Regions from separate parts of the Sus scrofa genome. Here regions 1, 3, 4 and 5 are each linked to region 2. Evidence: chromatin contacts called from public Hi-C and promoter capture Hi-C data. All regions are on one chromosome and are shown on one strand. Each heading gives the region's core, a stretch centred on a gene start, on an enhancer-like site or on the middle of the called end of the contact. The rest is flanking DNA. Distances are from core to core; before and after follow the strand shown. Region 1 holds the start of CTNNBIP1 (beta-catenin-interacting protein 1). Region 2 holds the start of APITD1 (apoptosis-inducing, TAF9-like domain 1). Region 3 holds the start of LZIC (protein LZIC). Region 4 overlaps CTNNBIP1 (beta-catenin-interacting protein 1). Region 5 holds the start of UBE4B (ubiquitin conjugation factor E4 B).

Evidence for each region. Promoter capture Hi-C pulls out the DNA fragments that hold promoters and counts their contacts. A called contact is a pair of places that touch in the nucleus more often than the background predicts.
Region 1: a promoter capture Hi-C map of fetal liver shows a contact between it and region 2, with 2.6 times the contacts expected there. The contact joins the promoter of CTNNBIP1 here to the promoter of APITD1 in region 2. A contact is called at or near these places in 1 of 5 promoter capture datasets (fetal liver) and 1 of 2 datasets of contacts at active chromatin or transcription factors (alveolar macrophages).
Region 3: a contact with region 2 is called in a promoter capture Hi-C map of liver, with 4 times the contacts expected there. The contact joins the promoter of LZIC here to the promoter of APITD1 in region 2. A contact is called at or near these places in 1 of 5 promoter capture datasets (liver), 1 of 47 Hi-C or Micro-C datasets (embryonic fibroblasts) and 1 of 2 datasets of contacts at active chromatin or transcription factors (alveolar macrophages).
Region 4: a contact with region 2 is called in a Hi-C map of subcutaneous adipose tissue, with 2.0 times the contacts expected there. The contact joins the enhancer-like site here to the promoter of APITD1 in region 2. A contact is called at or near these places in 10 of 47 Hi-C or Micro-C datasets (alveolar macrophages, embryonic fibroblasts, fetal heart ventricle and 7 more) and 2 of 2 datasets of contacts at active chromatin or transcription factors (alveolar macrophages and skeletal muscle).
Region 5: a contact with region 2 is called in a promoter capture Hi-C map of fetal liver, with 3 times the contacts expected there. The contact joins the promoter of UBE4B here to the promoter of APITD1 in region 2. A contact is called at or near these places in 2 of 5 promoter capture datasets (fetal liver and liver), 2 of 47 Hi-C or Micro-C datasets (embryonic fibroblasts and skeletal muscle) and 1 of 2 datasets of contacts at active chromatin or transcription factors (alveolar macrophages).

The regions. Positions count from the first base shown.
Region 1 is chr6:70,239,581-70,244,721 of Sscrofa11.1, forward strand. It overlaps CTNNBIP1 (beta-catenin-interacting protein 1), which reads right to left and starts at 1,980. Exons shown (of 4, transcript XR_002344887.1): 1 at 1,697-1,980.
Region 2 is chr6:70,699,141-70,703,831 of Sscrofa11.1, forward strand. It overlaps APITD1 (apoptosis-inducing, TAF9-like domain 1), which reads left to right and starts at 2,554. Exons shown (of 5, transcript NM_001204935.1): 1 at 2,554-2,638. The coding sequence starts at 2,585.
Region 3 is chr6:70,268,399-70,273,315 of Sscrofa11.1, forward strand. LZIC (protein LZIC) reads right to left here and starts at 3,312. Exons shown (of 9, transcript XM_021095309.1): 1 at 3,204-3,312; 2 at 2,733-2,890. It overlaps NMNAT1 (nicotinamide/nicotinic acid mononucleotide adenylyltransferase 1), which reads left to right and starts at 2,898. Exons shown (of 7, transcript XM_021095306.1): 1 at 2,898-3,661; 2 at 4,450-4,577.
Region 4 is chr6:70,220,303-70,224,935 of Sscrofa11.1, forward strand. The region is part of intron 1 of CTNNBIP1 (beta-catenin-interacting protein 1); the gene reads right to left. Among named protein-coding and RNA genes, the nearest start is that of CTNNBIP1, 19 kb to the right of the region's middle. Within about 2 kb of position 1,874, at least 18 of the 83 cell types and tissues checked have an H3K27ac peak or open chromatin away from gene starts, as enhancers often do. A contact at or near this core is called in retroperitoneal adipose tissue, skeletal muscle and subcutaneous adipose tissue, where this site is marked.
Region 5 is chr6:70,342,484-70,347,080 of Sscrofa11.1, forward strand. It overlaps UBE4B (ubiquitin conjugation factor E4 B), which reads left to right and starts at 3,306. Exons shown (of 27, transcript XM_021095312.1): 1 at 3,306-4,067. The coding sequence starts at 4,044.

The DNA of each region.
Region 1 (5,141 bases), core at 730-3,229, 460 kb before region 2:
ACTCACTCCACCAGGAAACCATGAATGACACGTTGGCATTTAACAGCTGGTGCCTTTATTTATAATTCAAAGTCCTGCTTTATTTATTTATTTTTATTTATTTTTGCCGTAGCTACAGCAGCTTGATGTGGCATCTTAGTTCCCAGAGCAGGGATGGAGCCCAGGCCACAGCAGTGAAAGCACCAAGTCCTAACCCCTAGACCACCAGGGAACTCCACAAGGTCCTGCTTTAAATCAGAGGAACCTGATATCTCTAGACACTTTAACAGCTCAAGAGATATCTCTAGACACTTTAACAGCTCAAGAGATCAGTAATCACTTACGAGTCTAAAGCCAGGAGTTCCCGTCGTGGCGCAGTGGTTAACGAATCCGACTAGGAACCAAGAGGTTGTGGGTTCGGTCCCTGCCCTTGCTCAGTGGGTTAATGGTCCGGCATTGCTGTGAGCTGTGGTGTGGGTTGCAGATGCAGCTCGGATCCCGCGTTGCTGTGGCCCTGGCATAGGCCGGTGGCTACAGCTCCGATTGGACTCCTAGCCTGGGAACCTCCATATGTCGTGGCAGTGGCCCAAGAAATAGCAAAAAAGACAAAAAAAAAAAAAAAAAAAAAAAAAAAAAAGAGTCTAAAGCCAGGAACTAGAGCCCAGGAGTCACAGCAGGGAACGAAGAGCCAAGACACTAGGGAGCAAACGCTGACCTGTCTCCAGGTCCTTTACCCATACATCCTGTGCCTCTATTTACCCAGCAGTCGGCCGGGCACACTTCCCTGGGTTTGATGAGTGACAGGAGACAAAACAATTAACAGTGAGAGCACACTTAGACCCTCGGACAGGAGGTGCTGCAAGCCACACACCTCACTGTTCACAAAACTCTTGATTTGCTGCCAACACAGGCCTCCTGGGCCTTCCCAGGGGCTACCCTGAAAGCAGGTACTGCTCAGACAAGTTCAGCACGCAAGGGAGAGGAAGGCATGTGGGGCCCCACAGAGGTGGGGCATCCAGACCTATGTGTCCAGGTTCAAGGAAGAAGAAGGTGGCTGGGGTGGGGGTGATGAAAAGGAGGCTAGAAGTGCAATTTGGGGCTCTGGGTGGGTAGTTTTGCAGGCTCTCATATACACGCCGGCCATACCGGTGAGACATGTGCCGAGATGCGTACCTTCCAGGAACACCCACTAGGAGAGGTGGGATGGAGACGGCAGTTCAATCCCAGACCAGAGAGAGGAAGGGCGGCCCAATGGCCAGACCTTGGCAGCACTTAGTTTGGGGAAATATGGGGGCCTCTATACGGAGGGTCAGGATGCTGCGAGCGGGGCGCAGGTGAGGGAAGAGACAAGAGGGTAGGGGACCCGGAGTGCTGTTAGACATGACAACCGCGCCGATGCAGTGGGGTGAGCAACAGAGTGGATGGCTCGGACACCTGTGGAGGCGACCCCCGAGCGGGGGTGAGGACGGCTGGATGGCGTTCTGCCCCAGGGTCGGGGGTAGGGACGGCGATCTGGAGGAGGAAGCGGCGTCCAGGCAGGGCAGGAGGCCAGGCCCAGACCAGGGCGCAGTACCGGGGGCCCGACCAGTGGGTCAGAGCAGGGTTGGGGGCGCCCTCCGCGGCCCCTCCCCGGGAGACAAAGGGCCGGCAGCTCCCCCCGAGCCCCGGCGCGGCGCGGGCCCGGGTGCTCCGGGTGCGAGCGGGCCTCGGAGCTTACCTGGGCCGCCCGACCCGGCAGGGCCGGCGGGGGCTGCGGGTCCGAGAGCGGCGCGCGGCGGCCTGTTCCTGGGCGCTCACAGCCCGAGCAGCCGCGGCGGCAGCGGCAGAGCAGCAGCAGCACCAGCAGCACAGCAGCAGCAGCAGCAGCAGCAGCAGCAGCAGCGGGAGCGGCCGCCTCAGCCTCCGCCTCCCGCTCCGTGAGTCACCGCGGCGGGGAGGGAGGGAGGCGCCAGGCGGCCGAGGGAGGGACCGGCGGAGGGGCGGCATCTGGCCGCGCGGGCGGCGGAGGCGCGGCCACAGCAACGCCCGGGAGGTGGAGGGCGGCGGGGGGCCGGACCCAGGGGCGTGGCTAGATGTGGGCGTGCCCTGTGCGCTCGTTGGTTAAATCGGCTAGCAGGGCGGAGCTTCCATCTGAGGGGCGGATGCTGCTGGCCGCTTGGGCACCCTCATTGGGCTCCTCGGGAGGGGCGGGCCGGTGCCTCTGGGGTGGAGCCACGAGATGAGAGGGTGGAACCCGGTCGCGGGTAGTGGCCGAGGGGCTCTCAGAGCAAAGGGCCAGAGCAGGTCGAGGGTTGGCGGGGCAGGAGGGGCGGTGGCTCTGAGGAGGAGGCGGCCTGGGGGCGGAGCCCCAGCTAAGGATGGAGCTGGCGCTGCGGTAAAACTCTGCCTGTCCCTAGCTGCTCCAGAAGCACAGTGATCCCGTAAAAATAATGGCCTCTCCCACACACGAGTCTGTGTTTAAAAATGGGAGCGGCTAGACGGGACGAAATCCTTGGGGACACCGGTTTACCCAGGACCGCCGAAAAATCTGAAATGGACGAGGTTGCAAAACATTTAGAAGCGTGGTCTTCCTGCGTCGTGGAGCTGGGAATATTGACGCTACCTTTGAAGCAGGCCCACTCTCCAACCGGGGGGGGGGGGGGGGCGGGCACCGGACGCGGGGAGGTGCTGTCTGACCTGGAATCCACCGAGCCCAGAGAGCCCAGGGATGGGCCTCTGTGGGTTCGTTAAACTTAGAATATCGTGTGTATGGTAGCGAGTGCATTTTTCTGGGGAGAAGGGGGTCCTTGATTAAAATGTTTGTTTCTGTAGAAAGTCTGACTTTATCTAATCTGGTCCTGGAGAAAGTAAATGAGAAGCCGCCCCTTTTTAGGCAAAATGGAAATTGTTCTGAACACCCACTTTCCCTTTTAAAGAGACGCGTATCTTTAAGTGTAGCCTCACTTTCGACATTTAACTTAAGGATTGCATAGGGTGACAATATCCACAGTTTAGAGGCCTTACTGCCCGATTTTCCCCAGCCTTTTCACTCTTTTTCTGTTCATCCTCTTCCACTCTTCGGACTTTCCTTCCCCTCCCCTATGCAATGAGAATAAGAGATACTTTTTTTTTTTTTTTTTTTTTTTTTTACTGTATTTATATTCTCTAACGTCCATGTTGTTATTATTATTTTTTTTTTTTAAGGACCGCACTCGGGGCATATGGAAGTTCCCAGACTAGGGGTCCAATCTGAGCTACAGCTGCTGACCTATACCACAGCCTTAGCAGCACATGATCAGAGTCAAGTCTGCAACCTATAGTGACAGCTCATGGCAATGCAGGATCCTTAACCCACTGAGCGAGGCCTGGCATCAAACACGCTTTGTCATGGCTGCTAGTCAGGTTCCTTACTGCTGAGCAGCAGTGTAACTCCCACTCACATTTTTTATTTAATCGAAATCATATTTTTAACCCAAAACATCCAAAATATTATCATCTTAGCCATGTAAGCAGTGTAAAAATTACATTCTTTTCATCCAGTCTGGAAATATGTATACTTCACACTTATTGTACATCTCAATTCAGACCAGCCATCTTTCACTTGCTCAAGAGCCACATGTGGCTGTGTTATTGGATAAAGAAGCTCTAGTCCCTTGACCAAATTACATTTTAATCCAGCCTCATCTCACACTTAATAGGTCCCTACATTGCCTTTTCTCTGTCACCATGCCACCCAATTACTTGCACCAGAAACTTAAAGGTATCTTTGGAGTTCCCGTTGTGGCTCAGCAGAAATGAATCTGACGTGTATCCATGAAGAGGCAGGTTCGATCCCTGGCCTCGCTCAGTGGGTAAAGGATCCAGAGTTGCTGTGAATTGTGGTGTAGGTCACAGATGAGACTCAGATCTGGCATTGCTGTGGCTGTGGTGTAGGCCAGCGGCTGTAGCTCTGATTCAACTCCTAGCCTGGGAACCTCCATATGCCACAGTACAGCCCTAAAAAGACAAAACAAACCAAAAAACAAACAAAAACTTAAGGGTATCTTTGACACCACTCTCTCTGTTATCCCTTCAGTCCAGTCCATGTTTTTTTCCACTCCCAGACCAAATCTTGACTCTCCTGACATCTTACCATCTCCACTTCTCCACTCCTAATTTTAACCCATCATCAGCTCTCACCTTGGCTCCAGCAATAACTAACTTGCAAGTGTGTTTTCATTCAGGCTCTCCCTAAAACCCTCAATCCTTTGCCCACACAGCAACTAAAGGGGTCTTAAAAATGTCCTGATCTTCTCACATCTCTGCTGTTCAGTGAGATTCCTGATGCGGTTCGGAATATTTAGCATGGCAACAAGGCCTTGCATGATCTGCCTCCAGCTCCATCTTGAAGAGCCTTTGCCGACTGGGCTTTGGCCCTTCTTCTCCCTAGTCCTTGATCGTGGGGTACTTCTTTGTGCTTTGGTCCGTCTCAGTGTACAGTTCCCTTTGCCTCAGTGGCTCTTAAGCGCTTCTCTCTCCTTCACCTGACTGAATATTTGGTCTTCTTCAAGGAGGTTTTTCTTTTCTTTTTATTGAGGGATAGTTGATTTACCATCTTCTATTAGTTTCTGATGCACAGCAAGGTGATTCGGCTGACATGTAATATCCATTCTTGCTCATATTCTTTTCTTTTCTTTTTTTTTTTGTCTTTTTGCTATTTCTTGGGCCGCTCCCGTGGCATATGGAGGTTCCCAGGCTAGGGGGTCCAATCAAAGCTGTAGCCACAGGCCTACGCCAGAGCCACAGCAACTCGGGATCCGAGCCGTGTCTGCGACCTACACCACAGCTCACAGCAACGCCGGATCGTTAACCCACCGAGCAAGGGCAGGGACCGAACCCGCAACCTCATGGTTCCTAGTCGGATTCGTTAACCACTGCGCCACGACAGGAACTCCTCATATTCTTTTCCATTATGGTTTATTACAAGATGTTGACTACAGCTCCCTGTGCTGTACAGTAGAACCTTGTTGTTTATCTATGTTCTATACAGTTGTTTGTATCTGCTAATCCCAAACTCAAGGAGACTTTCATTGGCCTCTGCTTGGCCGGGCCTCATCCCAATATGGGCCTAAACTCCAAGAGGTCAAGGAGGTCACTGTGTACCACTCTTGCCTAGCACAGTCGTAGCTGGCATGTGTAAATGC
Region 2 (4,691 bases), core at 1,304-3,803:
TCGCAACCTGCCTTTAACGATTAAGCCTGCTTTCCTTGTTTTCCCCCTTTCTCTACCTGCATCCCCTCCAAGCCTCGTGTAGCCTAGGTAATGTGTCACCAGATTTCTTAACCACCCGGTGATAATGCTTCTGATGTCTGGGTCACTATGGTAACAGGGGCTTAAGTTGTTCCCCAGAACTTTGGAGTTTGCTTCTGCCCAGTTCAGACCAGCTAACACCAGTTGGGACCACCGACCCTAAAACTGGGCCTTGGAAGAACCTCCCCTTTCTCCTACCTCCAGCCACCTTTCCCCGCCCTGAGACCACCCCGCTTCTTTATCCCATAAATATCTCAAGCCTTTTGACTTCCAACTTCTCAGGAGGCAGACCTGACATTTGTTCTCCAGTCTCCTTACAAACCCTTTCTCTGCTGCAAACTCCAGCGTGACAGCCTTCGGCCTGTTGCGGGGGCGGGGCCCATAAAGCCGAGTTGTAACAAATGCTGCGTTCAGTCTCCCCCTATCGGTGGCTTGAAATTGGCAATGGCGGAAGGATATACACCTACGAAATTTATAAATCAGGGTTTAAGTCCTTTTTGACTGTTTACTTAAGGAAGCAGGGGCAGGAGAATTAATAATGCAGGTTAAACTTGAAGGTATACTGGGTTTGCAGCCTTTACGTGATAAATAGTGTGACCGAGCCAGTGCCCTGCCGGCTCCCAGGTACACGAGCCTCTGTGTCCTCTCTTGTTTTTAGGGGATAAGCCTCAGCTTCCAAGACCTTCTTTGAGTTCCAAAGACCAGGGAAGGGAGGGGATGCAGATACCTGGGAGGAGCAGTCAAGAGAGAATAGTGCAGCTTTGGGGCAGGGACCGGGTTCCTTCTCTCTTTTTTTTTTGTCTTTTTAGGGCCACACTCACGGCATATGGAGGTTCCCAGGCTGGGGGCTGAACTGGAACTGTAGCCACCAGCCTAGGTCACAGCCACAGCCATGCCAGATCCCAGCCGAGTCTGCGACCTACACCACAGCTCACAGCAACGCTGGATCCTTAATCCACTGAGCAAGGCCAGGGGTGGAACCACCGTCCTCACAGATACTAGTCAGAGCCACAACGGGAACTCCGGCCCTGGTTCCCTCTTAAGGAACATTCATAACAATATCTTTGAGCCTTTCTGCAGAACTAAAACCCTCAACAAATGGAAGAACTACTTGATGAAGCATCTTCATTCTGGGAAGGAGGACTGGCAGGGCCAGTCCTGGGGGCCACTAAACACCTGCTTTGAGACAGTGCAAACTTGCCTCTACCCTGATCCTTATCTGGGGCCCTATTTTCCACTCCCCAAACTATAAAACCACCTCTTAACTCCTTCCAAGAGGGCACAGTCTTGAAGGCATTAGGCTGCTGTGGCCTCCTTTGCCAGGCAAAGCAATAAAATAAAGCTCTCTCTCTTGTCCTGTTTTTTTTTTTTTTTTTTTTTAGGGCTGCACCAGAGGCATATGGAGGTTCCCAGGTTAGGGGTCAAATTGGAGCTACAGCTGCCAGCCTACAGGATCCGAGCCTCATCTGTGACCTACCCCACAGCTCACTGCAAGACCGGATCCTTAACCCAATGAGTGAGGCCAGGGATCGAACCCGAGTCCCCATGGATACTAGTCAGGTTCTTTAACCACTGAGCCATGATGGGAACTCCAAGCTCTCTTTTTCTTCTTCACCCAAAACTCTTTCTCCACGTTTCTATTTGGCAATGGGAAACAGAGGCTGTTTTGGCAACAACAGCACAAGAGTCCAGGAAATACTCTTCCAGTACTTAATACTCTTCCAGTACTTAAACACTATTATTTGATTCAGCAGAGAAGTCCTTTACACGTCATCAAGTTATGAGTGAAGCTCCAAGAGTGAAGCTGAAAAGGAGGGAAATAACTGAATAAAGTCTGAAGGCAGTAAAGATCCAACGTTGAATGCCGTGAGTGCGGCCCGCAAAAGACCAAAAAAAAAAAAAAAAAATCCAACGTTGAGTTTCAGAATTTCACTATTTCATTTTACTTAATTCTGAACATAAAGGAAAATCGGCTAACATTCGGGTCAGAACTATACTCCTCTGTCAACGGCACTGGGGTGAGCCACGGAGTCGCTGAGGGGGCTAGAAATCAAGCATTTATCCATAGACCGATTTTGCAGCACTAAGCTTAGCGACAGAATTATTAAAGCCCACCCTAGATTTTGCAGGGCAAACCGAGGTTACCGCCGCCTGGAATTTCCAATAACGAACTGCAGCATCGTTATTCCCCCGCCCCGCCCCTCCCCTCGTACACACACACACCTTCTTTCTAAGAGTCGGTGCAGACCGTGAACTCGTGCAGACCGTGAACTCGGCACCGAGCGGCGTCCGGGCCCCGGGGAGCTGGCGGGGGCGGGAGCAGACGGGCCGCGAGGCGCCTTTCCCAGAGCCGCCGCCAGGGCGCGCGCGCGAGACGCCCGGCAGCTTCGCGCTTTGGCCCCCCGCGCGGCCCGTCGCCTGGCGCCGCGGCGGGAAAATCGGACCGTGCCTTCACGGCCGCCGCCTTTTTCTGTTCTCGCGCGCCTGCCAGGGTCGGCCCGCTGTGATGATGGAAGAAGAGGAAGGGGCCGAGGAGCAGCAGCGATTCTCTTACCGACAGGTACAGGCGAACGCGGTCCCGGCCGGTCTGGGGGAGGATGGCGTCGAAACATGGGGGAGAAAAAGGCCCTTAGCACGGCCTCACCTTGGCGCGGGCGTCCGGGGAGCGGGGGGCGCGCTCCCGTGGACTCTGCGCGACGTGGGCGCCTGGCGCTGCGCATGCGCTGGCTCGGCAGCCGCGGGGGCTGCTGGGAGGCGGTTTCCATGGTATCGCGGCTCTGAGCGTCGGGGCTGCGGGGCGAGCGGAGGAAGGTTCCCGGGAAGTGCCAGCCGCGCTCCCTGGGTCCCCCTTCTCCGACAGGGCTGTGCGGGGCGCCCGGCACGCAGCACGAGCTCTGAAACGATGGCTCTTGTGACTGGTTCGCTCTCCATCTTGCAATTGAAGAGACGGCCTCAGAGGCTCTTGCAAACCCAGGCCGTCGGGCTCCAGAGCCTATCGGATGTGGGTTCGAATGTCGACCTTGCGGGGGAGGTGGTGTTGACTCTGACCAGTTTTCCTAGATGGAAAGTCGGAGTGATAATAGGACCACCTCTCAGGGTAGTTGCGGGTATTCGGTCCTTTAATTCTCATCGGGAATAAATACCATGTGGCACCGTCGTAAGAACAGCGCTGTAAAGAGGTGAAAACCAAGAGCCAGAGTGGCAAACCTCAGGGAGGATTAACCTGAGAGATGCGGGAATGAGCTCAGTTACGTAGGGGTGCCCTTCGTATTTCAGAAAGAAAATTTCGGAAGCTGTTTACCCGCCCATTCCTTTTACTTTGAAGTTCAAGCCTTCAGAAAAAGTTGCAAGAATAATACAATCAACACCCATAGGCCATTCACCTCCGTTCACCCGTTGTCAAGATTTTGCTGCATTTGCTCCCTTGTCCCCCTTTATTATTTTTTTTTTTTAAATCTCTTTAGGGCCGCACCAGCAGCATGTGGAGGTTCCCAGGCTAGGGGTTGAATTGGAGATGTAGCCGCCGGCCTACACCACAGCCACAGCAACGCGGGATCCGAGCCACATCTGCGACCTACAACCACAGCTCGTGGCAACGACAGATCCTTAACCCACTGAGCGAGGCTAGAGATCGAACCTGCATCCTCATGGATGCTAGTCGGATTCCTTAACCGCTGAGCCACGACCAGAACTCCCCTTGTCTCCTTTTTCTGAAGTTATGTGAGAATTAAATACTCTTAACACTTCACCTTTAATCGTAATACTTGAGCGTTCATTGCCCCTAAACAAGGGTTTACTCTGAATCATCTCTGATCACACTCAGGAAGTTTGATTTTGATAAAATCCTGTTATCTAGTGGCAGTCCATATTCAGTTTTACCCACTTGTCCCCAAAGTGATTTTTTTTTTCCTTTTAGGGTCTTATATCCCTCCCAGGTGGTGGTCTCTTTGTCTCCTCCTACCATAGCTCTCCACTTACCTACTCTTGTGACTTCTGAGACTCAGGAAGGTAGATCCCTGGCTTATCTGCCCGGCCCCTCCTCCACACTCCCATGTTCACAGTTCCTCCTCATCTTTCCTCCACCGTGAACATGTGCTGGTAGAGTCGATGCTGTTCACCTGTCAGCTCTGTCTCCAGCGCAGGTGGAACACGCAGGGCTCAGCAAGTTTGTTGACTGGAGACCGAGCCCTTGGCTTAGCTTGTTTTTTTTTTTTGCTTCTTCTCTTCATGGGAAAGAGGGATGTTTTGCAGCACCTCCAGTGTTGTTGGGGAGCAGTGAGGGCCTGCTGAGGTGGGCTAGCAAACCAGCAAATCAAAGGAGAGTCAGATGTGCCCTCATAAGCCCTTCCCTGTGTTGTCCTGGCCGTTCTTCCTTTGCCGCATGCAGGACTGGGGCTGGCAAGGACTTGAAGCACAGGGACCAGAGGGATCCTTTTGAATTTGCTTGATTAACCCCAGTTGGGGGCGGAGAGGGGCCAGAATCCCCGTCTGTTTTTCCATCGTGTGCCCCAGACACGCGGCACACGTCTTCTTCACCCCGTAGGCGCTTTGCACATCCACATGGAATTTCTGAGTGAAGTCACCCGGACGCCTCCCCAGGACCAGTCTGCCTT
Region 3 (4,917 bases), core at 2,062-4,561, 430 kb before region 2:
TGGTTTTTATTTATTTTTTGCTTTTTAGGGCTGCACACACTGCATATGGAGGTTCCCAAGCTAGGGGTCGAATTTGTGCTGTAGCTGCTGGCCCATACCACAACCACAGCAATGCCAGATCCAAGCTGTGTCTGCAACCTACATCACAGCTCATGGCAACTTCAGATCCTTAACCACTGAGAGAGGCCAGGGATTGAACTTGCATCCTCATGGATGATAGTCAGATTTGTTTCCACTGTGCCACGATGGGAACTCCCTATTGGTTATTTAAAATGACCCAATATAGCAGTGCAAGTTAAAGTAGGCTATACTCTTTCTGAGCTATAGGTGTGGGGAGGATAATTGCACAAATAAAATCTCAATTTAGATATGAAAGTTCTCATCTAGTGAAAACACCCTAAAAGAATGCCTGTCAGGTTTCTTAAACTTGATAAATTAATTAGAAGTCTTTACTATTGGTCTATCTTAAACATATTTGACAGATGGGAGCTCCCTTATGATTCAGCAGGTTAAGGATCCAGCATTGCTGCAGCTGTGGTGCAAGCTGCAGCTGAGGCATGGGTTTCTACCCTGGCTCAGGAACTTCCACATGTCTCAGGCACAGGCCAAAAAAAAAAAAAAAAAAAAAAAACCCAAAACATCAAGAGATCAAAATACAGGTTTAAAAGGAAATAGGTTGGGTGTGACTTAAGATGCATTTTTATTCCCTTTTTTCTTTGGTCTTTTCTGGGCTGTACCCAAAGTATGTGGAAATTCCCAGGCTAGGGGTCAAATCAGAGCAGTAGTTGCCGGCCTAAGCCAGAGACACAGCAATAACAGATCTGATCCGTGTCTGCAACCTATACCACAGCTCAGGGCAACGCCGGATCCTTAACCCACTGAGCTGGGCCAGGGATTGAACTTGCATCCTCATGGATGCTAGTCCGATTTGTTACTGCTGAGCCACAACGGGAACTCCTCTTTTTCATTAATAAGTACACATACTCCAGGACTCAGAATACTTAGTATTACCTTGTTGACCCTTCCTTTTTGCTTTTTAGGGCCATACTTGAGGCATATGGAAGTTTCCAGGCTAGGGGTCAAATTGGAGCTACAGCTGTGACCTACAGCACAATGCTAGATCCCCAACCCACTGAGCAATGCCAGGGATCAAACCCACATCCTCATGGATACCGGTTGGATTCATTTCCGCTGCACCACAATGGGAACTCCTCTTGTTGGCCTTTACATCCATTTACCTACTGACTTGTGGTCATGAACAACCTTTTTTTTTTTTTTTTTGGCTTTTTTAGGGCCACAACCATGCATTTGGAAGTTTCCAAGCTGGGGTCAAACTGGAACTGCAGCTCTGGGCCTAAATCACAGCCACAGCCACACTAGATCCGAGCTACATCATGGAAACATACACTGAAGCTCAGGGGAACGCCGGATGCTTAACCCACTGAGTGAGGCCAGGGATAGAACCTTCATCCTCATGGATCCTTCATCACATTCATTACCACTGAACTACAATGGGAACTCCCATGAACCTTTTTTTTTTTTTTTTTTTTGCTTTTTAGGGCCACATCCTCCGCATATGGAGGTTCCCAGGCTAGGGGTTGAATCAGAGCTGTAGCTGCCGGCCTACACCACAGTCTCAGCAATGCCAGGCCACATCCTCCGCATATGGAGGTTCCAGGCCACATCCTCCGCATATGGAGGTTCCCAGGCTAGGGGTTGAATCAGAGCTGTAGCTGCCAGCCTATACCACAGTCTCAGCAATGCCAGATCCAAGCTGCATCTGCAGCCTACACCACAGCTCATGGCAATGCCAGATCCTTAACCTACTGAGCAAGGCTGCATATTGCTTGCTTCTTCCACTGCATCCTACATCTTTTTTTTTTTTTTTTTTGTCTTTTTGTTTTTTCCAGGGCTGCACCTGTGGCATATGGAGGTTCCCAGGCTAGGGGTCTAACGGGAGCAGTAGCTGCTGGCCTACACCACGGGAGCAGCAATGTGGGATCTGAACCGCACCTGTGACCTACACCACAGCCCACGGCAATGCTGGATCCCCAGCCCACCGAGCAAGGCCAGGGATTGAACCTGAAACCTAATGGTTCCTAGTCAGATTCGTTAACCACTGAGCCACAGTGGGAACTCCTGCATCCTACATCTTATTCTCTATTTAGCACTATGTCTGCCTTGAATTATATGTGATTCATTATAGCTTATTGTTTGTCTGTTTTCCTCTCCAGACTGTAAAATGAGAGCAGAAAATAAGTCTCATTCCTTTCTTAGCCTAATCAGCATTTAGTTCAGACTAGGTATTTGATATGTATAAAGGTACAACATATTTTAAGATTAACCTTGTCTAAACGAACTTCAGGGAAGAAAGAGACACTTTGGTTTTGTATTGGGGGTTTTTTGGTCGCACCCACACCAGAAGGAAGTTCCAGGGGCCAGGGATGGAACCCGCTGCCACAGCAGTGACCTGAGCCACAGCAGTGATAATGCCAGATCCTTAACTCACTGAGCGACTAGGGAACTCCTTAAAAAAAAAAAAAAAAAAAAAAAAAACCACAAAACCCTTTTAAGAATCTTAACCTAGTGCTACATTAGTTGAGATTCGTCCTATAAAGATTAACTCGCGGGCACCACCTAGTATTCAACAAAGGTGGTGCACCTTTTACGCAAACAGCCAAATTACTCCCCCAAACTGTACTCTGGAGTGGAAGGTACTCATTCACGCTCACCTTTCTCTTAGCACTCCGAACTCTGCTTAGTGCTGACTGGTCTCAAACTGCATAAAACCGCCAGTTCTTGTAGTTTCAAGTGTTATAAACTTGAGGAACGCGAAACTGTTCATCAGGGCAAGAAGTTCAAAGTTCAAACCACCTGAGGGTGGAGCTGGCTGGAAAAGGGAACAATTGACAAGCAGTTTTATTCACTATATATAAACGTGGCCTAAAGCAGTTCGGAAAACTTCCACTTGGGCGGCCTGCGACTGCACCCTCTCTTTCCGGCTCCTAGGGAGACATCGTAGGAGCAGGGGGCAGGTGTGGAGGAGAGGGTGAAATCCGCTTTCCTTCTGACTGTGCGGGCAGTCTTTGAGGCTTTTCCTGGTGAGACCGAGTGCGTTACTGAGGAAAACGCCGCACCCTAAACTGCCTTGAGGGAAGCTGTCAAACCCAGAAGCACGAAAAAGATAAAGGTGGAGCGCACACGTTTTCCTGGCTGGAAGTGAGCGGCTTCTGAACCTCGACCTTCCGGACGGGGTCAGGCAGCAGCTCCGGCCACCGCCCCAAATTCCATCTCCCACCAGGGAACCTGAAGCTCCCGCACTTGGGACTGGCGGCGGCCGGGTCGACTAGGCCTGGTTGCTCCCAGGCGTCGCCGGGATCCCGGCGCCCCCAAAGCTCTTCGGTCTTCCCAGACCAGAACCCGAACCACCCCCTCGGGGTCCCCTCTCCGCCTCCGCCCACCACGCCTGGTCCGAGAGTTCACAGCCAGGGGCCCCGCCTACCTGAGGGTCCGGGCCCCGCGGACGCGTGCAGGTGAAGCACTTCCGCCAAACGCACGCACTTCCGACCGCCTGGAGCCAATGAGGGCGCGGCTACGAGTGTTACCGTCACTGGTATCCGGGTTGCGGACTGTCTCCCGGAGGACTCGGGCCAGTAGCGTGGTAAGCCCCTACCCGGAGACCCTGACAAACCGGGCTCTGGGGGAGTCAGCCAAGGACTCCTTTTTAAAATCGCAAGTGCAAGGGAGTCCAAGATGGTGGGGTTTTTGAGGGTCAAATGCAGCCGTCCCCGAAGCAAGGTCTCAATCAAGTTTGAGGCTGGGAGTCTTGTCCCTTCCTTTAGAATTTTCTCTGTAGAACCAAAAATCTCGGTAAAGTTGCCTCTGGCCTTTGGAACAGGTGAATTCACCCTGGGGGAAAAACTCCTTCTTGGGCAGAAGTGAGGGGGGCGAGGCACTTCCCCTTTTTCCCGCAAATCCTTTTTTCCAGGTCTGTGAAAGACTGGATTACGAAGCAGTTTGACACCAATTCGTCTTGGAAAGGAGACTGCGAGCCGTTGGGCAACATTCTAAAAGTTACTCAGAAGTTAGGTGGAAATTGTTTTCACATGTTCCCAGCCCAGCTCCTTGAAGTCATTAGTCCACAAGACAACCTCAGGGTTTACAGCGAAATTGTTAAACAGGTGTTGTCTTTAAAGTTAATTCTAGGAATTCCCTGGTGGCTCAGTGGGTTAAAGATCTGGCATAGTCACTGCTGTGGCAGGGGTTGATTCCTGGCCCAGGAACTTCCACAGGCCCAGGAGCCTGGCCAGAAATAAAAATAAAGTTAATTTTAACTCAGCCACCCAGGACACACTTCCTAGATCACCACAGAACTCCACCAGAATGAATTATTTGTCATTTCTGTCCAATCATAGAAATTCTTATTTATCACCATAAATTGTTTTTCAGAGTTACAATTTGGTTGTGAAATCGCAGTTCTAAGTCCAACACAGAAGAGAAGTTGACACACAAGTTGGAATGGTTCCAATGGCCTACTGTGCAAAACTATTCAGATTCATAGAATTTCCTTTGTAAAAGTAAGTGGCTGTTACGTATTTTTTTGTTATTGTTAACAAGTGGTAAATATATTGTGTATCAAGCAAGCCTCTTAAGTTTAGATAATTTTTATCGAAGTATAGTTGATTTACAATGTGTTAATTTCTGCTGGACAGCAAGGTCATTCCGTTTTATATGTACATAATGTATGTATGCATTGTTTTTTATATTCTTTTCCATTCTGGTTTGTTTCAGATATTGAGTATAGTTCCCTGTGCTATGCAGTAGGACTTTGCTGTTTATCCGTTCTGTGTAATAATAGTTTGCATCTGCTAACCCCAGACTCCCAGTCCGTTCCTCTCCCATTCCCCTCCCTGTTGG
Region 4 (4,633 bases), core at 624-3,123, 480 kb before region 2:
GAAGAGGGCTCCCCGACAGGCACAAACCAGCCAGGAGCCTGGACGTGCACGCTGGGCTGGCAGACCCCGGTCATCCACTACACTCCCTGCTTTGGCGCTGGTTCTCCGTGGGGGGCCTTCAGCAAATGTCTAGAAAAAGGAGGATTTCCAATGGTCTACGGATGGACAGATGCTGGGCAGGGGCCACGGATGCTGCTAAACAACCTACGAAGCACAGAATGGGCACCCCAGCAGTGACAATGCCGGACCCTAACCTGCTGAGCCACCAGGGAACTCTAATCGTTAGCTGTCTGAAGCCTGTTTTTGCACACGCACCCACATCTCCAGCACTCCCAGCACTGCCCTGACACCTGGTGTCTGCGTCTCTGTTCCCACCTCCAAACTGGAAACTCTCTGAAGGCAGGCTGCACGGGGATTTTCCAGCCTTCATAGGCCCCAGGCAGCCTTACTCTCAGAGACATGTTAAAATGGACCCACTCTTTTTTTTTTTTTTTTTTTTGTCTTTTTGCCATTTCTTGGGCCGCTGCCGCGGCATATGGAGGTTCCCAGGCTAGGGGTCGAATTGGAGCTGTAGCCACCGGCCTACGCCAGAGCCACAGCAACGCGGGATCCGAGCCACGTCTGCAACCTACACCACAGCTCACGGCAACGCTGGATCATTAACCCACTGAGCAAGGGCAGGGACCGAACCCGCAACCTCATGGTTCCTAGTCGGATTCGTTAACCACTGCGCCACGATGGGAACTCCAAAACGGACCCACTCTTCTCATTAAGTAGAATTCTCGGAGTTCCTGTCATGGCTCAGTGGTTAAGAAATCTGACTAGCATCCATGAGGATGTAGGTTCGAGCCCTGGCTTTGCTCCTTGGGTTAAGGATCCAGCATTGCCCTGAGCTGTGGTGTAGGTCACAGACGAGGCTCAGATCTGGCGCTGCTGTGGCTGTGGTGTAGGCTGGCAGCTAGAGCTCTGATTTGACCCCTAGCTTGGGAACCTCCATATACTGCAGGTGTGGCCCTAAAAAGCAAATAAATAAATAAATAGAATTCTTGTAAGACTCTGAAGAGGAGAGGGAGCTGATGCTTTTTTTTTTCAGGTCTCCAATATTTTTGTGGACACTTGAAAAGCCTGGAGACCGCAGGCTCTGTGCTGCGGATCCTGGCTGCTGCCAGTTACGTCTGGGGCTGCACGTGAGGTGCAGCAAATGAACAGATTTCTGACTCACTTGGGAGCCCCAGCCTCAGAACCCCAGAGAATCTATGCCATCTAGGAACAGAAGCTGCCTACATGTACAGTTTATGTAATATTGATGCAACTGGCCTGGTAAAAGGCATCTGTTTAAAACTTCTGGTTTGGGGCGGGGGGGAACTGGTGGTTTCGGATGGAAATATTCTAAAATTAGGTTGTGATGATGGTAGTACAACTATAAGTATGATAAAATTCAGAGTTCCCAATGTGGCTCAGCAGTAAGGAACCTGACTAGCACCCATGAAGACGTGAGTCTCGCTTAGGGGGTTAAGGACCCGCAGTTGCTGTGGCTGTGGTGGAGGCCAGCAGCTGTGGCTCAGATTCGACCCCTAGCCTGGGAACTTCCATATGCCATGGGTGGGGCCCTAAAAAGACAAAAAATAAAAAAAATAAAATAAAATTCATTGAAAGGGGGAAAAAAAATTTCCTGTTAAAAAAATAACAAAAGCTTGTCTGGTGATTTGGGCCTGAATGGTAGAAAAAGTTACCCAGATCTCACTGTCTCTCTTCAAGTCCTGAATCAGGTAAACCACCTTTCGCAGCTAAGCAGCAGTACCTGGCAGGCCTGCTCAGAGCTGTTGTGTTTCAGCCAGAACAACACAAACAGGAAGGACCGGGAGCTGAGCTGGAGGAAGTTTCCCGGCTGCACCAGGACACTTGGCGTCCCCGCCAAGTCGTCAGACTCTGCCGTTCTGACCCAGGGACACGCAGGTGGGGGTTTTATTCCTGCACAGCAGCGGGACAAGGACAGAAGGAAAGAGGGACATCTTCTGACCTAATTTCAAGAGGCTCTTTCTTCCTTCTCAGAGAACAGCTGGAGCCCTGGGACCCGGCCAGGCCAGAGCCTGAGACCTCAAGTCAGGAACCAGCTCGCCTACAAAATCCGGCTCCGGATCTTCCTCTGATTCAGTCTGACCTTCGGCCTCCGGCAGGTTCCCAGCGGGCGGGGAATGTGGACTGCGAGTCCTGGCCTCTGAGTAGAAGTCAGGGCTTGAACCCTCAGCTCTCAGCCCTCTGCCACTCCTGGCCAGGAGCTCTCAGGCCTGACCCCCTTCACCTTGGCCTGAGCACCTGGCAGAGTTGAAAGCCCACCTGCACAAGCTGGTGGCAGAAGGACCTTCTCTCCTGTGACCCAGACCAACATCTGAGATGCCCCCAGGGGGCTGATAGCCCCCACCCCACCCCCACGCCCATAGGGAACATTAAATTTGTGTTGCTGGTCAGTCTTCTCAGGGATCCAGCTGAAGTCAGCTTTGGGCTGGAAGGACCACTTCCAAGCCTGACAATCCCCGGGAAGGAAGGAGCCTGGCCAGGTTTCACAGACCTTGGGTCACCTCCAGAGAAAGACGCCAGAATGGACATTTTAATCCACAGACACTCCATCAACCCCACTGCCCATAGCTATGTCCCCATTTAATTTTTTTTTTTTGGCCACACCCTCGGCATGTGGAAATTCGCAGGCCAGGGATCGAACCCGACCCACAGCAGTGACAATGACAGACCCTTAACCCACTGAGCCACCAGGGAACTCTATGATTTAAAAAAAATTTTTTTAAAGGGTCACCATTTAAAATGTTAATTACAGGAGTTCCCATCGTGGCGCAGTGGTTAATGAATCCGACTAGGAACCATGAGGTTGCGGGTTCGATCCCTGGACTTGCTCAGTGGGTTAAGGATCTGGCGTTGCCGTGAGCTGTGGTGTAGGTTGCAGACGCAGCTCGGATCCAGCGTTACTGTGGCTCTGGCATAGGCTGGTGTCTACAGCTCCGATTCAACCCCTAGCCTGGGAACCTCCATATGCCGCGAGAGCAGCCCAAGATAATGGCAAAAAAAAAGACAAAAAAAAAAAAGTTAATTAATTACATTGGGAAATTTTTTAAAAAATTTAAGAGGGGAAACACTGACACAGCGCTATTTATTTATCAGGAGCTGCATAAGACTCCTTCACTCGGGGCCACATGGGCTTGTTCACACCACCCTCCTGCGGGAGGGGACCAGCCTTGCTCTCAGCGGCAGGCCCATGCCAGCCCAGCCTTCCCAGTGCCTGACTTGCTCAAGGACCTCCGCCCTCTCCGGCTCTTCTGCCTTTGGCCTCCTCTCCCTCCATCCCTCCCCCCACTGAAGGCTCCTATAATTGGTTCAAATAAGTAAGCTTCCTGGACCAGGTTCACGGCATCCCTTGAGAATGCGGCCAGGAAGGCCTCCAGCTTCCTGTTGTGAGAATTAGGTCATTAAACGAATTGGGTTGCTTGGAGGGTGAGGGCTCAGTCCCCGAATCGTGCCTCCGGAGCCAGCTTCCTCCGAGCTGCCCGGTTCTGGGGATGGCTGTCCTGGGGACCCAGCTGAGAGGCTCCAGGCCTGACCTTCTGGGTGCAACTTCTTCCCATAAACTCTTTTTTTTTTTTCCTTTTCTTTTTAGGGTCATACCTGCAGCATATGGAAGTTCCCAGGCTAGGGGCCAAATCGGAGCTACAGCTGCCAACCTACACCACAGCCACAGCAAAGCAGGATCTGAGCCGCATCTTCGACCTACACCACAGCTCATGGCAACACCAGATCCTTAACCCACTGAGCAAGGTCAGGGACTGAATCCACATCCTCATGGATGCTAGTCGGGTTCTTAACTCCCTGAGCCACAACAGGAACTCTCCTATAAACTCTTAAGAGGATGTGTTTTAGGGTTCCTCTTTTTCATAGGCTTTCAGCATACAGGTATGTGCTAATTTACATAAAAAATCTAGCTATGTTTGTTTACCCTGAAAACACAGCCAAAGTACTGCAATAAGTTGCAGGCATTCATTACACGGGCCCATCACATAGGCCACACTGTCTGTGTTTGGAGAGCTGCCTCTGCTCTATTACACAGGCTGTGACCCCCTCTCCTTTCCCTCCAGCTACCTTAGAAGAAAAAATAACCCGAGGAGGAGGAAACCTCCCGAGAGGCCGCTGAAGCCTCAGTGGCCTTCCTCCCTAAATGTTTAACAAGCTGATAATCAAAATAAAAAACATTTTAAACAAAGGCTAGTCCTGGAGCTCCCTGGTGGCCTAGGGGTTAAGGACACGGTGTTATCACTGCTGTGGGTGAAGGTTTGATCCCTGGCCCAGGAACTTCTGTAAGCTGCAGGGGCAGCCAAAAAACATTTTTTTAAACAAAGGGAACTCCAGAACCTATATGCGTTTATTCCATTAACTCCCTGGGGAAGGAGCATGAAGATGAGAATTTCTGATGGGTCACAAGGCTCCAGTCCGGAGGCAAAAGATGCTGGAGGTGGGGCAGGGGGGATGATCAGGGGAAACCTGCAGGTTCTGAGGAGGTGGGAAAACTCCACGCCCCACATGGCAGGAAGCCACCCATAGTCACCTGCTCAGGGCCAGGGTCACCTGAGTG
Region 5 (4,597 bases), core at 2,056-4,555, 360 kb before region 2:
CCCATATGATATCACATATCTGGAATCTAATATATAGCACAAATAAACCTTTCCACAGAAAAGAAACTCATGGACTTGGAGAATAGACTTGTGGTTGTCAAGGGGAAGGGTGAGGGAGTGGGGTGGCCTGGGAATCTGGGGTTAATAGGTGCAAACTATTGCATTTAGAATGGATAAGCAATGAGATCCTGCTGTTTAGCACTGGGAACTATATCTAGTCAGTTGTGCTGGAGCATGATGGAACATAATGTGAGAAAAAGGAATGTCTACATGTATGTGTGACTGGGTCACCTTGCTATACAGTATAAAATTGACAGAACACTATAAACCAGCTGTAATGGAAAAAAAATCATTTAAAAAAACTAAAGGAATTCCTGTCATGGCACAGTGGAAACAAATCTGACTAGGAACCATGAGGTTGCAGGTTTGATCCCAGCCTTGCTCAGTGGGTTAAGGGTCTGGCATCGCCGTGAGCTGTGGTGTAGGTCGCAGAAGCAGCTCGGATCCCTAGTTGCTGTGGCTCTGGCGTAGGCCAGCAGCCATAGCTCTGATTAGACCCCTAGCCTGGGAACCTCCATATGCCCGTGGGCGTGGCCCTAAAAGGACAAAAGACCAAAATAAACAAACAATAAAAAGACAACCCCATTAAAAAAATGACCAAAGGATCTGAATAGATTTTTGTCCAAAGAGGGTATATAAATGGCTAATGAGCACATGGAAAGATGCTGAACATCGTTAGCTCTCAGAGAAACAAAACCACAAACCTAAAATGAGATATCACTTCACATCTACGCGACTGTGGCTATGTTAAAAAAAAACGCTAACAAGTGCTGGTAAGGACTCTGGAGAAACTGGAGCCCTCATACTTTGCTGGTGGAATGTACAATTGTGAAGCTGCTTTGGGAAAGAGTGCCAGTTACTTGAAAAGTGAAACATATAACCCAGAAATTCTCCTCCTAGGTATGTACCCAAAAGAAATTAAAACACGTGTCCACACAGAAAGTTACACAGTAATGTTTACAGCAGCATTCTTCCTAATAGTCAAACGACAGAAACCACCAAAATGTCTCTGCACAACGCATGGTATGTCCATACAATGGAATATTACTTGGCATTAGAGAAACGATGTACTGATATTTTACTATAATGTGGATAAATCTTGAACACATAAGCTGAGTCAAAGCAGCTAGAGACAAAAAAAAAAAAAAAAAAAAAAATCACATAGGGGAGGATTCCAGTGACGTGACATGTCCAGAGTAGGTAAATCCATAGAAACAGGAAGAAGATCAGGGGTTGCCCCCAGGGAGAGGAGGGGAGGAAGGGGAGTGACTGTTAATAGGCTTAGGCTTTCTTTGTGGGGTAAGAAATGTTCTTGAATTTAGTGGTGATGGTTGAATAACTGTGAATATCTTAAGACCATTGTACACTTTAAACGTGTAAATTGTATGTTACGTGAATAATACAGCAATGATCACATTTTTAAAAAGAAGTAAATGTATTAACATCAGTGTTACCAGGAGTCTAAAGTCTGGCTCACACAGGAGTTCCCTTTGTGGCTCAGTGGTTAACGAATCCAACTAGGAACCATGAGGTTGTGGGTTCGATCCCTGGCCTCGCTCAGTGGGTTAAGGATCTGGCATTGCCGTGAGCTGACACGGCTCAGATCTGGCATTGCTATGGCTCTGGCATAGGCCATCAATCTACAGCTCCGATTTGACCCCTAGCCTGGGAACCTCTAAATGTTGCAGGAGCAGCCCTAGAAAAGGCAAAACGACAAAAAAAAAAAAAAAAAAAGTCTGGCTTACACAGAATTCCCTTCCTGGAGAGCGGAAAGCCAGCAGTGCTTTAATTTTACTTACAAATCCCTTACATATCTAGCTGTCATGTTACTATTTGAAGTAAGGAGAAAAAAATTGTGACTTTTAATTCTGGAATGCAATCTTTACGATTATGGGTAAGTCAATGAGCCCATTCAGTATGTTCTTCTTCATATGTGGCAAAATCTGGAATTTCATGATATTGTTATGTTGATCGCTCTATTTAGATCTGTATGTTTTAAACGTGATTGCATTCTTCAGAGAACAGATTGGTGGCTGCCAGAGAGGGGTAGTGGGTGGGCAAAAGGTACAAGCTTCCATTTGTCAGTCCTGGGGATGTAATCTACAGCACAGGGACCACAGTTAACAATACTGTATTGTACATTCGAAGGTTGCTAATAGAATAATTCTTGGTGATGTCGAATTTTTTTTATCTTTTTTTTTTTTTTCTTTAAGGCCCCATCCGTGGCATATGGAGGGTCCCAGGCCAGGGGTCAGACCGGAGCTGTAGCCTTCGGCCTACACCACAGCCAGAGCAAGGCAGGATCCGAGGTATGTCTCTAACCTACGCCACAGCTCAGGGCATCGCGCTCGGATCCTTAATTCACTGAGTGAGACCGGGGATCGAACTTGTGTCCTCATGGATACTAGTCAGATTCGGTTCCACTAGGCCATGACGGGGAACTCCCAAATTTTGCCAGCATTTTGGGACGCACTTGAAAAAAAAAATCAGAAACTATCTCTGATAGGACAATAATAAGTTGCCCCTGTGGCACAACAGGATCTGCGGTGTCTGGAGAGCACTGGGACGCAGGTTCGATCCCTAACCTGCACCTCAACCATGGGTGAGCTCTGACCCTGGCCCAGGAACTCCACATGCCAGCGGGGCGGTCGAAAAAATAAAATATAAAGAAACAAAAGGACAATTATGAAAGAAAGTTCTACTTGGGTCAGAGTTTTCTTCTAAATGGGCTTTGTTTGTGGAGGTAGAAGAGTGTACGTAGAAAGGTTTTTCAGAATGTGAGCGGTCTGGCAGAGTACGCTCCTCCGAGAAAGGAGGCGTTTTCTGTTTTATTTCATTTCGCCTGCATCGTGGAGGGAAGTGGCCTTTTTGAGTCGCTAGAAAGGAGCGTCTGGGAACAACGGAGGCGCTGTAGGACCTAGTCGCGGGCGGGCGTCCCCTCCTGGCCACCCCTCCCGGCGTGGGTGCGTGTGCTCGCTCCCCGCGGCCGCCAGCCCGCGCGGTCCTCCAGGGGACCTACCGGGGCCCTGCCGGCCTCGCCCGCCGCCCGCGCCGTCGCCATGGCAGCGCGCCGCCCCGCCCCCCGCGCTCCGCCCGCCCCCAGCCCGCGGCCCCGCTCGCCCCTCCCCCGCCCCGCGCGGCGGCGGGGAAGAGGGTGGGGCGGGGGCGGGAGGAGATGCAGGCGAGAGGAAATCGGCGGCGCGCCGCCCGCGGCCCATTGGCTGCCTCGTCTTGGGGCCAGAAGCCCCGCCTCCCTGGCGGGATCACGTGATCCCTTTCAAAGATGGCCGCCCTGTTGTTTTGATGAATAATACTTGGTGGGGCGAGGGGGTAAGAGTAGGGGTGGAGGGGTAGGAGGTTTTACTCTTCCAGCCCGAGCATCGCGAGTCCAGTCCACCCCTCCCCCCTGCCCGGGCTCTGGCGTGGAGGCGGGGCGTGGCCGGCCTGCTTTGGGAGGGGAGGAGCTTCCCTCGTCAGTGCTGGGCTCTGCCTGGGCGGCTCTGGGGTCGCCTTACCTCGGGGCACCCACTCTGCAGTTGAACTGTTCCCGCCAGGGGCAAAGGGTGGGTAGGAGAGCAAGATCTGCGGTGGGAAGATCCGCTGCCGCGCCACCACCCCGAAGACACAGCAGGCTTCGAGCGCGAGGCGAGCTGGAGACCGAGCTCGCTAGTCTGGGTAACCTGGGAAGCAGAGGGTAATAAGTGGCGCCTTAAGATAACCCTGTAGCAGCAGCAGTGGCAGTCAGAGGAGGCTGCTCGGGGATAAGCAGCTGTAGGAGTCTCTGGGGCGATTGGAGTGACTGACGCCAAGGCATTTCAGTGCCTCTCGTGTTCTTATTTTTTAACCTCTGACTATGCAATTCTGAAACCTCCCCCATTCGGGGGACCAGACAGCCCGAAAGACACCTTCCACTCTCCTCCCGCCCTGGTCTCAAAGAACAGAAGGATCTCTCCGTAACGCCTTTCACCATTAAGAGGAAAGCGATGGAGGAGCTGAGCGCTGATGAGGTGAGGAGGTTGGGGGACACATTGGGAGATGAGTTGGCCAACTCTCTGGCGTTTCGGATAGGGAGGAGATTGCGCCAGTGGTGCCTGGCCTTTGGGCAGGAATGGAGATGACATTTTCCAAGAATAAAATGAGTCCCTGAGAGGATCTCTGGTTGTATTCGCTTGTATTCCTTTGCCTTCTTTTTTCATCCTGAACTCCTTTTGCTTGTTTTCGAGTCTTTTAGGGTCTAAAGAAGGGGAGAGCATATTGAGCCTTTCATTCCTCTCTCAGGGTGTTTAAGCAGGAAAGGCTAGATTTACATCAAGTTGTGCGTGTGTCTGTGCGCGCTCGCGCTGGCGCTGGCCCTCGCGCGCGCGCGCCGTACTGCAGAGATTTAAAGAATAATTTTGGATGGAATCAATGCATGGGTGTATGTTTTTGAAAGATTTGAAATCCCGAGTTTTTATGGCCATTTCATCGTAGAAGTTAATTAAACATTACATTTGTGTTTGGGGGTGACCTACAGATTTCTTTGATGTTGAACGCAATA